4 separate regions of the Mus musculus genome follow, and regions 2, 3 and 4 are each linked to region 1. A link is a contact called in public Hi-C and promoter capture Hi-C data. All regions are on one chromosome and are shown on one strand. Each heading gives the region's core, a stretch centred on a gene start, on an enhancer-like site or on the middle of the called end of the contact. The rest is flanking DNA. Distances are from core to core; before and after follow the strand shown. Region 1 holds the start of Mettl14 (methyltransferase like 14). Region 2 holds the start of Ap1ar (adaptor-related protein complex 1 associated regulatory protein). Region 3 holds the start of Larp7 (La ribonucleoprotein domain family, member 7). Region 4 holds the start of Camk2d (calcium/calmodulin-dependent protein kinase II, delta).

The links. Promoter capture Hi-C pulls out the DNA fragments that hold promoters and counts their contacts. A called contact is a pair of places that touch in the nucleus more often than the background predicts.
Region 2: a promoter capture Hi-C map of pre-B cells shows a contact between it and region 1, with 7 times the contacts expected there. The contact joins the promoter of Ap1ar here to the promoter of Mettl14 in region 1. A contact is called at or near these places in 2 of 39 promoter capture datasets (liver and pre-B cells).
Region 3: a contact with region 1 is called in a Hi-C map of CD8 T cells, with 5 times the contacts expected there. The contact joins the promoter of Larp7 here to the promoter of Mettl14 in region 1. A contact is called at or near these places in 2 of 39 promoter capture datasets (liver and pre-B cells), 2 of 484 Hi-C or Micro-C datasets (CD4 T cells and CD8 T cells) and 1 of 9 other capture datasets (liver).
Region 4: a Hi-C map of CD8 T cells shows a contact between it and region 1, with 9 times the contacts expected there. The contact joins the promoter of Camk2d here to the promoter of Mettl14 in region 1. A contact is called at or near these places in 2 of 484 Hi-C or Micro-C datasets (CD4 T cells and CD8 T cells).

The regions. Positions count from the first base shown.
Region 1 is chr3:123,384,467-123,387,434 of GRCm38.p6, reverse strand. Mettl14 (methyltransferase like 14) reads left to right here and starts at 1,445. Exons shown (of 11, transcript NM_201638.2): 1 at 1,445-1,673. The coding sequence starts at 1,608.
Region 2 is chr3:127,835,940-127,838,907 of GRCm38.p6, reverse strand. It overlaps Ap1ar (adaptor-related protein complex 1 associated regulatory protein), which reads left to right and starts at 1,385. Exons shown (of 10, transcript NM_145964.3): 1 at 1,385-1,759. The coding sequence starts at 1,683. Gm43653 (a long non-coding RNA gene) reads right to left here and starts at 1,411. Exons shown (of 2, transcript XR_003954551.1): 1 at 725-1,411; 2 at 1-42.
Region 3 is chr3:127,551,861-127,554,828 of GRCm38.p6, reverse strand. It overlaps Larp7 (La ribonucleoprotein domain family, member 7), which reads left to right and starts at 1,480. Exons shown (of 13, transcript NM_138593.2): 1 at 1,480-1,646. Zgrf1 (zinc finger, GRF-type containing 1) reads right to left here and starts at 1,340. Exons shown (of 26, transcript NM_197997.2): 1 at 1,174-1,340.
Region 4 is chr3:126,595,472-126,598,439 of GRCm38.p6, reverse strand. Camk2d (calcium/calmodulin-dependent protein kinase II, delta) reads right to left here and starts at 1,489. Exons shown (of 21, transcript NM_001346635.1): 1 at 936-1,489. The coding sequence starts at 1,000.

The DNA of each region.
Region 1 (2,968 bases), core at 196-2,695:
TTTTTGATCTTTGAGCCTTCATAGACTCCAGAGCTCAGCACAGTACTTGCTATAAGAAATGCTCAGTGAATAAACATCTAGTCCCGGCAGTCATAATTATCAAATAATATAGCTAAGTCTGAAAGAGATATACCTTAACACTATATAGTCAAAATAATTTACAGAAGACTTTTTGAAAATTAACGTTTTTGTCATATAATTCTACTATTATGCAAGGAATTTTTGCTTGATTGTTGTTTTTGAGATGGGGTTTCTCTGTGTAGGTCTGGCTGCCCTGAAATTTGCTCTGTAGACCAGGCTGGCCTCGAACTCAGAGAACTGCCGGCCTCTGTCTCTCGGGTGCTGGAATTAAAGGCATTCGCTACCGCTGCCCGCTCTGTTTGTGTGTTGTTATGAATGACAGGGTTTCACTACGTAACTACCGCTGTTTGCTTGCATTTATTTATTTATTTATTTATTTATTTATTTATTTATATGAATGAATGAATGAATGACAGGGTTTCATTACATAGCCTAGCGCTGCCCGCTCTGTTTGTGTGTTTATGAATGACAGGGTTTCACTACGTAACTACCGCTATGTTTGCTTGCATTTATTTATTTATTTATTTATTTATTTATTTATTTATTTACTACGTAACTACCGCTATGTTTGCTTGCATTTATTTATTTATTTATTTATTTACTACGTAACTACCGCTATGTTTGCTTGCATTTATTTATTTATTTATTTATTTATTTATTTATTTATTTATATAAATGAATGAATGACAGGGTTTCAGCGCTGCCCGCTCTGTTTGTGTGTTTATGAATGACAGGGTTTCACTACGTAACTACCGCTATGTTTGCTTGCATTTATTTATTTATTTGTTTGTTTATTTATTTATATAAATGAGTGAATGACAGGGTTTCATTACATAGCCTAGGCTCCAAACTCCTGGGTCCTCCTGCCTCAGCCCCCCAAGACCCTCTTTCTCTGTTCTTATTTATTTATTTATTTATTTATATAAATAAATGAGTGAATGACAGGGTTTCATTACATAGCCTAGGCTCCAAACTCCTGGGTCCTCCTGCCTCAGCCCCCCAAGACCCTCTTTCTCTGTTCTTTTACAAAAGCTCGCTAACTTGCCAAGGTTACTGAGCGGCGATCCAGTCCTTCACAAGCCGGTCAGTATTGCAGTGAAAGAAACCCACAAGCATCCCTCAAATATTAAAAAGCCAGGACTGGCAGGCGGACAATTGGTTAACGGGAAAAAGAAAAACTTCTTTTATGAGCAGGAAAAACAAAAAACAAAAAAACCGAGCCTAACCCTTCAGGAAAGACTTTAAGCACTAAGAAGATAGCCAAAAGCGGCTCCTCGCCCTCAACCACCACTACATCCCCATTGGGTCTCGTCGTGTGACATCATATCTTCGGCGTCCTGGAGGCGGGACTTCCTGTTCAGGCATAGCCTGTTTCAGGCGCGCCGGAAACTTCCTCCTGAGGGACGTGAAAGTCTCCGGGTCAGAATCTCTGCGGGGCGGGACCCGGTGTTTCCTGGTTTGGCAGGTGGATTTGCATTTTGGCGGGCGCGGAGTCTGTCGGGGTGGTGAGCAGCCGAAGCTGGGGCATGGATAGCCGCCTGCAGGAGATCCGGGAGCGGCAGAAGTTACGGCGGCAGCTCCTAGCTCAGCAGGTGTGCGGCGGGTGGGAGGGAGCATTAGTGCGCGTGCGCGGCCGCCTCTTTTAAAAAAAATTTTTTTTTTTTTTTTTTTTTTTTTTTTTTGGTGAACTCTCACATCAGCATCTGTCAAGGTCTTTGTCCCGGGACTTTTATTCCCTAGTCTACTCGAGTGCCTGTCAGAGTCATTACGTAGAAAACCAACCGCTGCCAGGCTTGGGCTTTCTGTCCCCACCGTGGCGGGCACGGACTTGAGTGGTGGGGGTAGACTTGGGAATTGTCGATGAGTGCAGTGCTAGTAGTTGCTACAAGAGCAAGTGGCAGTTTTAGCCCTTACATTTCACCGTCACTGTTGAAGCAGTGTTTCATGTCTTGCCTTTCTCCCGCGTCAGCTTCAGATTCTTTATTTTTTTTAAGATTAGTTTTTATTTTAAATTATGTGGGGTTTGTCTCTCTGTGTGTATATATATATGTGCACGTGAGCACAGCGCCAGAGGTGTTGGATCTTTCTGGAGCTGGAACTACAGGTAGTTGTGAGCCTCCTGGTGTGGGTGCTTGGGACTTGAACTCAGGTCCTTTGGAAGAGCAGTGCATGTTCTTAATCTTTTCTTGATATTGGTTTTGAAGGAAGTTTGATTATTTTCTTGAGATCCTGTCGAAAGACTCATTGGAAGCCACCTAAGTTAGAGCAAATTTTAGATTCTGCACTTAGAACACAGTCTACCTTCAACCAAACGTTTGAATCCTTACTTGGTAATTTATTAGAGACAGGAGGTGTTACGTTCACTAGTACATTAGGACTAGGTTTCCAAATTTTAACGTTTTTCCCTAGCCAGCCCTCACCAGAGAATTCTCTAAGATTCCTCTCTCTAGAGATTACTTTTCAAACCTTTCGCTTTCATTGAAGCTAGTGAATGAAGATGTGAGTGCTTGCCGTTTAGTAGACCATTCATGCAGGGAATACATACTACAAGTTGTTTTACTTAAAAATCTCAGGCTGTTTTCATTACACCATACAAATCAATATAAGTAATGGAGGGAAATGCTCAAAGCTTGAGTGAGTAAATTTTAGATTTCCAATGAGTCTTTCTCGCCAGGATCTCAAGAAAATAATACAAACTTCCTTCGACACCAGTCTCGAGAATGTGAAGGTGGGCTAGAGAGAGAGGTGGCTCAGTGGTTAAGGTAGAGCGCTGTCATTTCTCATTGCTAAATCTTGGGTTCCTCAAAGAACTTTCTGAAGGAATGACTCGTATTCTGAGATGAGAATTACAAATAGAGAATCAGACAATGCTCTAACTATCGGAAGT
Region 2 (2,968 bases), core at 136-2,635, 4.5 Mb before region 1:
GTTCCATTTCCAAGGCTACATTATTATTATTGATTTCAGGTACTGGAAGAGAGGAGGAAAATGCAGTGACAATTTAGGAAACCATTAAGCCATTTCACTGGCATCCAATGAGCAGTGGGGCTTGTCCACTTGAATACCAAAGAGTCAAGTTCACTAAGTGCTAAGACTGAAATCATGGCTGGCCTTGATGCTAAGAACCAACAAAATGAGTAGTTGAAAGAATGTTTTCCTAGTAGTACTGTTTTCTTTTCTTTTTTTTTTTTCAATGTCACCATTTCACTCACACTAAAGTGGGTTAAAATTGTAATATATGGTATCAGTGGAGCATGTTATCCACAGAACTGGGCATTTGTGAAACAACTATGCCTTGGATCCAGTTGGGTTAGACAGGGTTTCATTACATAGACATGGCTGGCCAGGATCTGGCTCTGTAGATCAGGCCGGCCTCCAACTCCCAGGCATACTTCTGCCTTCTGCTTTTAAAGCTACCTGGTGTCTGAAAGGGGGTTTTTAGGGTGGCATTTGAGAACATGGACCTTTACCCCAGCCTTGCTCTTCTTAACTTGGAATTAGAATATTATATTTGAATTAGAAATGGCTTGTTCTCCCGAAAACCCAAGACCTTTTGCTGACTTCTTCTGGTTCTCCTCTTCTCCACCTGAAATTACTTTTAATTTAAAAAATAAAAAATAAAAATACAGGGTCTCACACAGTCCGGACTGACCTCCAACTTAATGTGTATCTGAGGTTGACTTTGAATTTATGACTCTGCTTCCATCTCTCAAGTGCTGTTGACTGCAGATTTTTCCACCACACTTCTACCAACCGAGCTACATGCCCAAGCTGGAACTTTTCGTTTTTAATAAAAGAAAATCCGCCTAGGAGTGCACAGTGTCTCTCCAGTCCGCTGGCAGTATAACGAGAATAAGCTGCTCCGCAAACGAGAATATTTTAAGAATTAAAACAAAACAAAACAAAATAAAACAAAAAGCCTCTTAGTGTGTTCTAAGTAACGGCAGTGAGTCCCTCCTCTCTGCCTCTAGCTCTGGTGCCATCCTGGAGCGCACTCGTTGGGTGACTTCCGACCCGCTGCTGCAGAAGGGGAGGCTCGTGCGCTCTAGGTACAAAGTTCGAAGGCTAAGCTTGCGCTCGAGCATGCGCTGCATGATCCCCACTGCTTGACAGCGGGCGACGAAGGCGCCAGAAGTGGCGTAGAGAGAGAGAGAGAGAGAGAGAGCAGATCCCCGTCTAGGATCAGGTTCAGCACACAGCACCTACAACCGAGAACAGCGCCTCCTGCCCGGCGCTGCCAGCCAAGCCGGAATCCAGCGGAAATGACGCCCGCGCCAGCCGCCGGAAGCGGTAGCCGCCAGAAACGTGTCCAATGGGAGCCCGGGAGCGGCAGGGGGCGTGGCGGCGCGGGCCTCCCGCGGCTGCCGGGGCGGTGACGGGCGCGGGCGGCCGGGCGGGTGGCGAGCGGGCCATGCGGACGGCTGGAGACCCGGGACCCCACGGCCCTGCGCTCGTCCCTCGCGCCGCGGTAGCCCGGAGCCCGCGGGCCTAGCGGCGGCCTTTGTTCCCGGCGTCGCCGTCTGCCGAGCTCCGGCCGGCGCGGATGCAGCTGCTCCGCCTGGGCTCGCGCTCGGGGCAGGAGGAGGAGCGGCGGCTCCGGGCGGCATGCGATGGGGAACTGCTGCTGGACGCAATGCTTCGGGCTGCTCCGCCGGGAAGCGGGTCGGCTGCAGCGAGCGGGCGGAGGGTAAGCGGCAGCGCAGGCCCGGGATGCCCGGGATGCGCGGCCGGGGATCGGCGGTGGTGGTGGTGCCCGCCGCCCCCGTGCAGGCTCCCTGTCCCTGAGGACTTACCTCGGGAGGTACGATCTCCTGTAAGCACCCGGCACTGCCTCCTGGACACACCCTGCTTTGACTTAACGCCAAAGCTTCTGTCTCTGTGTTTGGTCTTCCTTTTGGGCCTTGACAGAACAGGTGAAAATCTGGCCCCAAGGTTGATGCCCCAGGTGCATTTTAAATAGAAGTCACTTCTGCTCCAGGCTCTGGTGAACTCTTAGGTAAAGAGCTGCAGGATCGCAGTGCACACTGGCCATTGAAGCGACTGGTGCGGCTGTATGCGAATCCTTTCATAGCAATAACTTAGAATTTTGGAGAGGAATACCATGCTGTGATTGCTACCCTTATGCTCGATAATCTAACCAAAATGTCACCGAGCAGCACGTCTCTTGTGAGGAAAGTGGGATATGCTTCAGATTTTTCTATCCAATAGCAAAATTGTGTGATTACTGTTGTACCTTTATTTCCTAGAATAGTGAAAAAACAAAACAAAACAAAAAACCCGGGGGCACATAGCATTGATGTTGATTTTATTATTCCTAAGCATTTTTCGGGAATTAAAACCTAGAATCAAAAAATCTAAGCCAGCCAATCTAACTAAAGAACATATCTGTTTTGAACTTTCTTAAGCATGGTGCCCAATTTTCAGCCAATAGCTTTGTATTGGGAAGCTTTCAGCCCACACAAACTGGAACCAAGTGATTTGTAATTCGAATCTTTGGGTCATGAGTGCATTATAAAATGATTCACTAATTAAGCAGTGTGTCAAAGTAGTGAAGGTGTTACTCTATGCGTCCCTAGAATGGGAGGGGATGGACTTAAAACATTTCTACTTAGTTTGGTATTTTGATTTTCCTGATTTCTGTACTTTACTTTGACAGCTGTTGTGCATTGTGATCCAAAATCATGTTATTCCAAGTACTTCGTGAGTGAACTCGTTTGTGAAGCTATGGAAAGGGGCTCATGGAAGAACTGGACATTACAACATCTTTGACTTTATTATCATTCCTTGGAAGGCTTAACAGTCAAACTCTGGGAGGGAGTGCTTTGAATTCTGCGGTAGACAATGTTTTTGTATTTGACTTTGGAGTACATTACCCGGGTTCTGTAAGAACCTTGGG
Region 3 (2,968 bases), core at 231-2,730, 4.2 Mb before region 1:
TTTCGCATATAATAGGAGCATGCACATATTTTCTAACATAAATAAGTTATCTCTAGATTACTTGTACCTAGTAGGTTGTAAATGATATGCAAACAGTGATTAAACTGCATTGTTCAAGAAATGGTAACAAGCCTGACTTGGTGGAACACAACTTTGATTCCAGTGCACAGGATGCACAGTCAGGTGGATCTGTGACTTCAAGGCAGCCTGGTTGCCTGTCTACCTATAGGGCTCCAGGACAGTCAGGACTAACTACATAGATAGACACTGTCTAAAAGGAAGAAATAAAAATGATAATTTAAAAATCTGTATGCTCAGTACTAACAACTTTTTTCTATTTCCCATCTATAACTGGCTGAATACAGATCCAGAAATTACAGGTACAGAGGGTTGACTATATACCCTAGTCAATATAGCACAACATCCTAGAGCCAAATATACAATATATAATTCCTCTGCAAGGAAAATTTTGTTCTTTCTTTTACCCAGTGCTAGGGGCTGACAAAAGGGACTATATGTAAACTAGGTAATAGTGCTTACATGCATCCAGTCCTTTATGTTTGTTTAAAATAGGATCTGACCATATTGCACAATCCCGTCCTAGCCTCTGGAAATAGCTGGGATATTACAAGCAATATGCCACCACACCCAGGAAGAAAAATCTCTTGGACAGTGCTGCAGCAGCCACTGTAACTACCATGTTAACTATAAGGTCAAATTTTGAAATCTTGAAATCGTCGATGGTGAACTGAATACAGATGCAAAAGCAGCACACATAAGCACACATATCTTCAAGTGGTTCCAGGGACATGACCTGACAATTAGTTAGCAATGAACATTTTAGGTCCTATTCTTTTAGGTCCTATTCTTGATCTATTACGTTAGGAAGTCCAGCTCTGGAGCCCAACAACAGTTTCTATCTGGCCCTCTGCAGTGATGAAAAACTGTCACAATAGCTCAGAACAGCACCGCTCAAACCAGGAAAGTTTCCAAACCACGAACGGCCTGCTAAACCACAAGGAACAGTACAGATCCCTAAAAGAAACATAGCTTCACTTGCCAAGCCTTGACACTTCAAGGTTTTGTATCACTAAATAATAATGGCCCCCTTGGTCCTATGTCAGCCCCTAAAACACCCACAACCGGGATGGGCCGCTATGGTGACCGCCTCACCCGGCACTCTAACGGCGCCTCGTGGGTCGCTTCCGTGGAGGCGAGTCAGTGTCCAGTGCTCTCCCAACCGCGCCAAGTCGCCCGGTCTGTCCACCCTTCTTGCCTAGAACACGGGAGAGAAAAGTCTCCACTTCACCGGCTCAATGACATAAACTCCACTTTCTAATTTCTCCCGCCAACTTAAGTGACGTCATCAAGCAGGGACGGTACCGCGGAGGCCCCGCCCGCCGCCGTTCGCAAACCACCAATGGAACTCCGCGTGCCAGCGCAGTCACCGCGTGGCTCCCGCCCCCGAGATGCTCCGCCTATGACGTCAGCAACGAACCCTGGGCCTCGGACCCGTCTTTCCGTAGCGGGCTGAGAGAAGCGCGTCGCTACTCGAATGACGCAAATTTCCGCCGACCGCAGGGGTCGGGAGAAGGAAAGCGTGGGAGAACACAAGCGCTGACCGTGGATCTGGGGACGAGCACGGAGTAAGTCACTACTGGCCTGCAGAGCCTCTCAGACCCGTAGAGGTGGGAACTCCTCTCAGTCGGGTCTCCTGAGGGCCACCCTCCATCCGCGGTCCGCCTCACCCCGCCCCCGTCGCCACTGTGCCGTTGGTTTGGCGCCGTGCGTTGTGCGCACGCGCAGTTCCCTGGCGGCCCCTGCTATTCGGAGCTCAGTACAGAGGGGGCGGGCCGAGCTTGGGGTTGGGGTGTTTGGGGCACGCCCGGCTGCGGGGGGGGGGGGGGGGGGGAGTCTGTGCGGAAGTAGGGTTGCTCAGAGGAACTGTGGGTGTTAGGCAGGTTGTCTTCCCAAAGGACATCAGTTGTGAGAACTTGCATTCTAAAGTTCAGTCTTTTCTTTTTGCTAGTCCCTCTATAGAAAAAGCCGTTGTAGAAGGGGCTAACAGTAATGAATTTAAGTTCTGAGTGCGTTTATGAGAAATTAAGGAGAAATATGAGTGGAGAGTTCATTGAGAATGGAAATCCTCAAGAAGTAAGACTGCCTTTTAGTAGTCTTTCGAAGCCGGGCGGTGGTGGGAAACCGAATGACTTCATAAAACATTCACACTAAAAGATTATTTGGAGCAAAGTTCCAGACCGCTAAAGGGTTTGCCGTGACTACAACTTTGGTTCTCAATCTTTTGGGTACTCTTCTTTTTGTTTAAAGCCTGGAAAATATTATTGTCGAGTTCCTTTGAAAATTTTACATGTACCTGTGGAAACATTTTGTATGTGATTTTACAAACAAAACCTTTGATTTAAAATTTAAAAAAAAAAAAATGGTCTTTTGCTTTACATCTAGCACAGCTTACTTCCAGATTATCTGTGACATTCACTGTCTTTGGGCAGTGTTGCAACTTTGTAACTTGTTGAAAACATAAAGATGAAAACCATGTTTGCCCAATCATTGCCCCTGACCAGTATATGTTAACATTCATTTTGACTTTATGCTGCATATTGATCTGGTCTTTTCTCCTTTAAACAGACTAGTTCCACTTAAATTTACCATATTCCTTTATATTTGTATAAGCATGATTTTACCTTTTGTTTAAAAGTTTGTCTTATAACATCTCATGGATTCCTAAGATGTCTTTAAACTCCCAGAAGTGTCAGGGAGGTCAGATGAAGAATTCCTGGGACAGCCCAGGCAGTGGTGACGCACACCTTTAATCCCAGCATTTGGGAGTTGGCAAAGGCAGGTGGATTTCTGAGTTCGAGACCAGCCCGATCTACAGAGTAAATTCCAGAACAGCCAGGCTATACAGAGAAACCCTGTCTTGAAACCACCACCCACCACCCCCCAAAAA
Region 4 (2,968 bases), core at 240-2,739, 3.2 Mb before region 1:
CACACTTCCTTTTATGCAACTGTAAGGAAACCTACAGCACACACACACACACACACACAAATGCATCCCTTCCCTGATAGTGGAAATTAGCGATAGGTTTGGGGTTTGATGCTCGGTAAACCAACACTCCCTCCTGACTGAGTCTCTAGTTGCCCCTGTGCAGATCTTCAGTAGGTACCCTGTCCCTCCTTAACATCTCAAGGAAGTCCTGCCACTTCAGTGGAGGAGGTCGTTTTACACAAGCTAGGCTACCCTGGGGAAACGCTCTCTCGGGCTCTAGGGCTTTCCTCTGCCTGGATAAATAAATCCTCTCAGAGACGATGTACACCTAAATCCTAGAATGATGGTGAGCGACTCATCTTAGTGCAAAGAAGGATAGCGGATACATGGCAGGGACGTGGGTTCTGTTGGGTGGCCCTTTTCCTGAACGGAACAACTACTTGGATGCCGAACCAGACTCTCCACCAAGCCAAGTTGAACTTTCGGCATCGATAAATATGGCACCATCTCAGAGAGCGAGTGTTCTCTCGTTAGCTCATCCGAACCTGGGTCAGATCGCAGATACAGCGCGGGCTGAGCAAGAGACATCTATTTACCAAAAATGTGATAAATGTTGCATTTTACATGCATCTCCTTTCCTCTCCGAACACACATACACACACATTCGCACTCGCGTGCGCGCACACTTCTCAGGATGACAGCTACAACTGCAGAGATCATAAATTCACTAAGTCCCCCGTGGAGAGGTGGAGGACCCGAGAAGATGGGCTGGGAATTCGGAGCACCCGCCACAGTAGGGCAAAGGTTTCCTTCCCTGTGTGCCCCACCCGCACCAAGCCAGGGTCCGTCTCCCCGCCTCGGCCCGCAGGCTCTCTATCCCCACGAGGGAGACGAGGGGTCGTGGGGAGGAGGAGATGCCAGGCAGGGACGCTTACTTTCCGAGCTCCTCAAAGAGCTGATACTCGTCGGTGAACCGGGTGCAGGTGGTGGTCGAAGCCATGGCGGGGTCTGGACAGTGCGACGGGCGACACGCGAACAGACCTGGCTTCCCGGGACTGGCGCCGCCGCGCTGTCACCCGGGGCCGCCCTCACTTTCCGTGTCCGAAAGTAGCTCGCCGGCGAGGGAGTGCGCGCAGGGGCGGGGCGCGCGGGGCGAGGTGGCCAGACCAGCCCGCTCCGCGATCCCTTGTCCTCTCCTCCTCCCGCCGCGGTGGCCGGGCCGAGGGCTCCCGAAGGGGCGGGGGAGAGGTGTCAGGAGGGGTTGCCGCGGTCACCGAGGCCGCACGGAGAGCTCAACGCAGCGCCCGGAGTGGCGGGCGGCAGCGGCCGAGTGAACACCCAGCCGGTCGTTCCAGCGGGCAGAGGAGGCGCTGGTGGCCCGCGCTCCCTCCTCTCCACGGGGCCGCAAGGCTGGGAACCCGCGGGGCGACAGAGTGCGCTCGCTCGGCTCGGGCGAAGCTGGCAGCCGCGGCTCCTCCCCGGCGCCTCCTCCCTCCTCTCCCCGCCCAGCGAAGCCCCCTCCTCGGCGGCCCCACACCTCCCTCTAGCGACTCCAGCCGCGTCCCTTCGGGCTGCTCTCCCGCAGCCGTCTAGGGAGACCGAAGGGAGATGCGCGGAGCAGCAGGGAGCGCGCTTAAGGGGACGGGACTGAGATGTCGCAGTGACCCACGAAGGGCGGAAAGATGAGAGACCACTCGAAGCTCCCACAACCCGGATGCCTCTACCCGGGCGGGATGGCCGCGAGGCCGGGGAAGCCGAGAGAGGGAAGCAACCCTTGCATCTGGGCGCGGTTCGCGTTTACTGCTCCCAGACCCGGGTCCAACGTCCCCCGGCTCGCAGCTACTGCCTGGGGCTGCCAGCCTTGGCCACCTCTGCTGCGCCCGGCTGTCCCTTAGCTAGGGGCAAAGATGGTCAGGGCACCACGTTTCGCTTCAGTTTTTACTGTCACGTCTTCGCCCTTCTCTCCCCTTTTCCCGACTAGGGCGATCCCCATAAGCATTTGCTTGATCATAAACTCTAACATAATGAAACCCAAAAGTGCACCACTCTGCCACACCTTCCTTCCTCTCCAGAGTAACTCCCCTGTAACCTCAGCAAGTTCTGATAGTAAGAAGGCTTCTCGCGAGATGTCCCACGCCAGTGGCGAGGGGGTGGGGCGGTAGGAAGGTTGGCTGTGGGTCACGCGACCCAGAGGGGGCTGACGTCATTAGCGTCACGTGAGCGTGCCTAGCCTGTTTCGCGTTGCCGAGGGAGAAGGGAGAGGGAGGGTGGGAGTTCTTTACCTGCATTCTCAAAGAGCAGGCCAAGTAGGGGCACAGGAGTGTACTCCCTCAGTGGCTATCTGGAAAACCATTTAAGAGTTCAAGAACGTGTGTACAGTTAAGCATATCTGACACTGTTGCTTAAAAATTAGCATGGAGAAAAAAAATTAGCATGTAAGATGGGTTAAGGTGTAAGTGGTGGCTAAGATCATTTCTGAGCCTTCTTTTCACTTCTGAGTCTTTAATAAACGAGGCAATTGCAGATTTAGAGGCCTACGGAAAATAGAGACGCATCATGAACTTTTAAAAAATTTTCTTCAGACTGTTGCTTTTTGTTCTACAGCAGGAAACCATAAAATCCTGCATTTCTATTGCTTATGTGCTCGTGCTTAGAATCACATCGTGCACTTAAAATTTCACAGTGGGAAGATGATAGATAACTTTCAGTTAGGGAGCCTGTACATGCTTTTAGGGCGGCTATAAGTTACTACTTTGCAGGTTCTTTTATTCCCTGTTCTAAAGAATGCTGAGTGGCCTTTGAACTGAAGTACTCAGACGGCCATATAATTTTTAAATGCTTTTTTTTGTTATAGATTTTGCAAATATTACTCATACTTCTAATAGCCCTCTCCCACTCAACACAAGAAAATACTTTTTGAATTTAGTCATCATTCAATGTCTGCATTGTTTTGCCCATGAAAATGTCA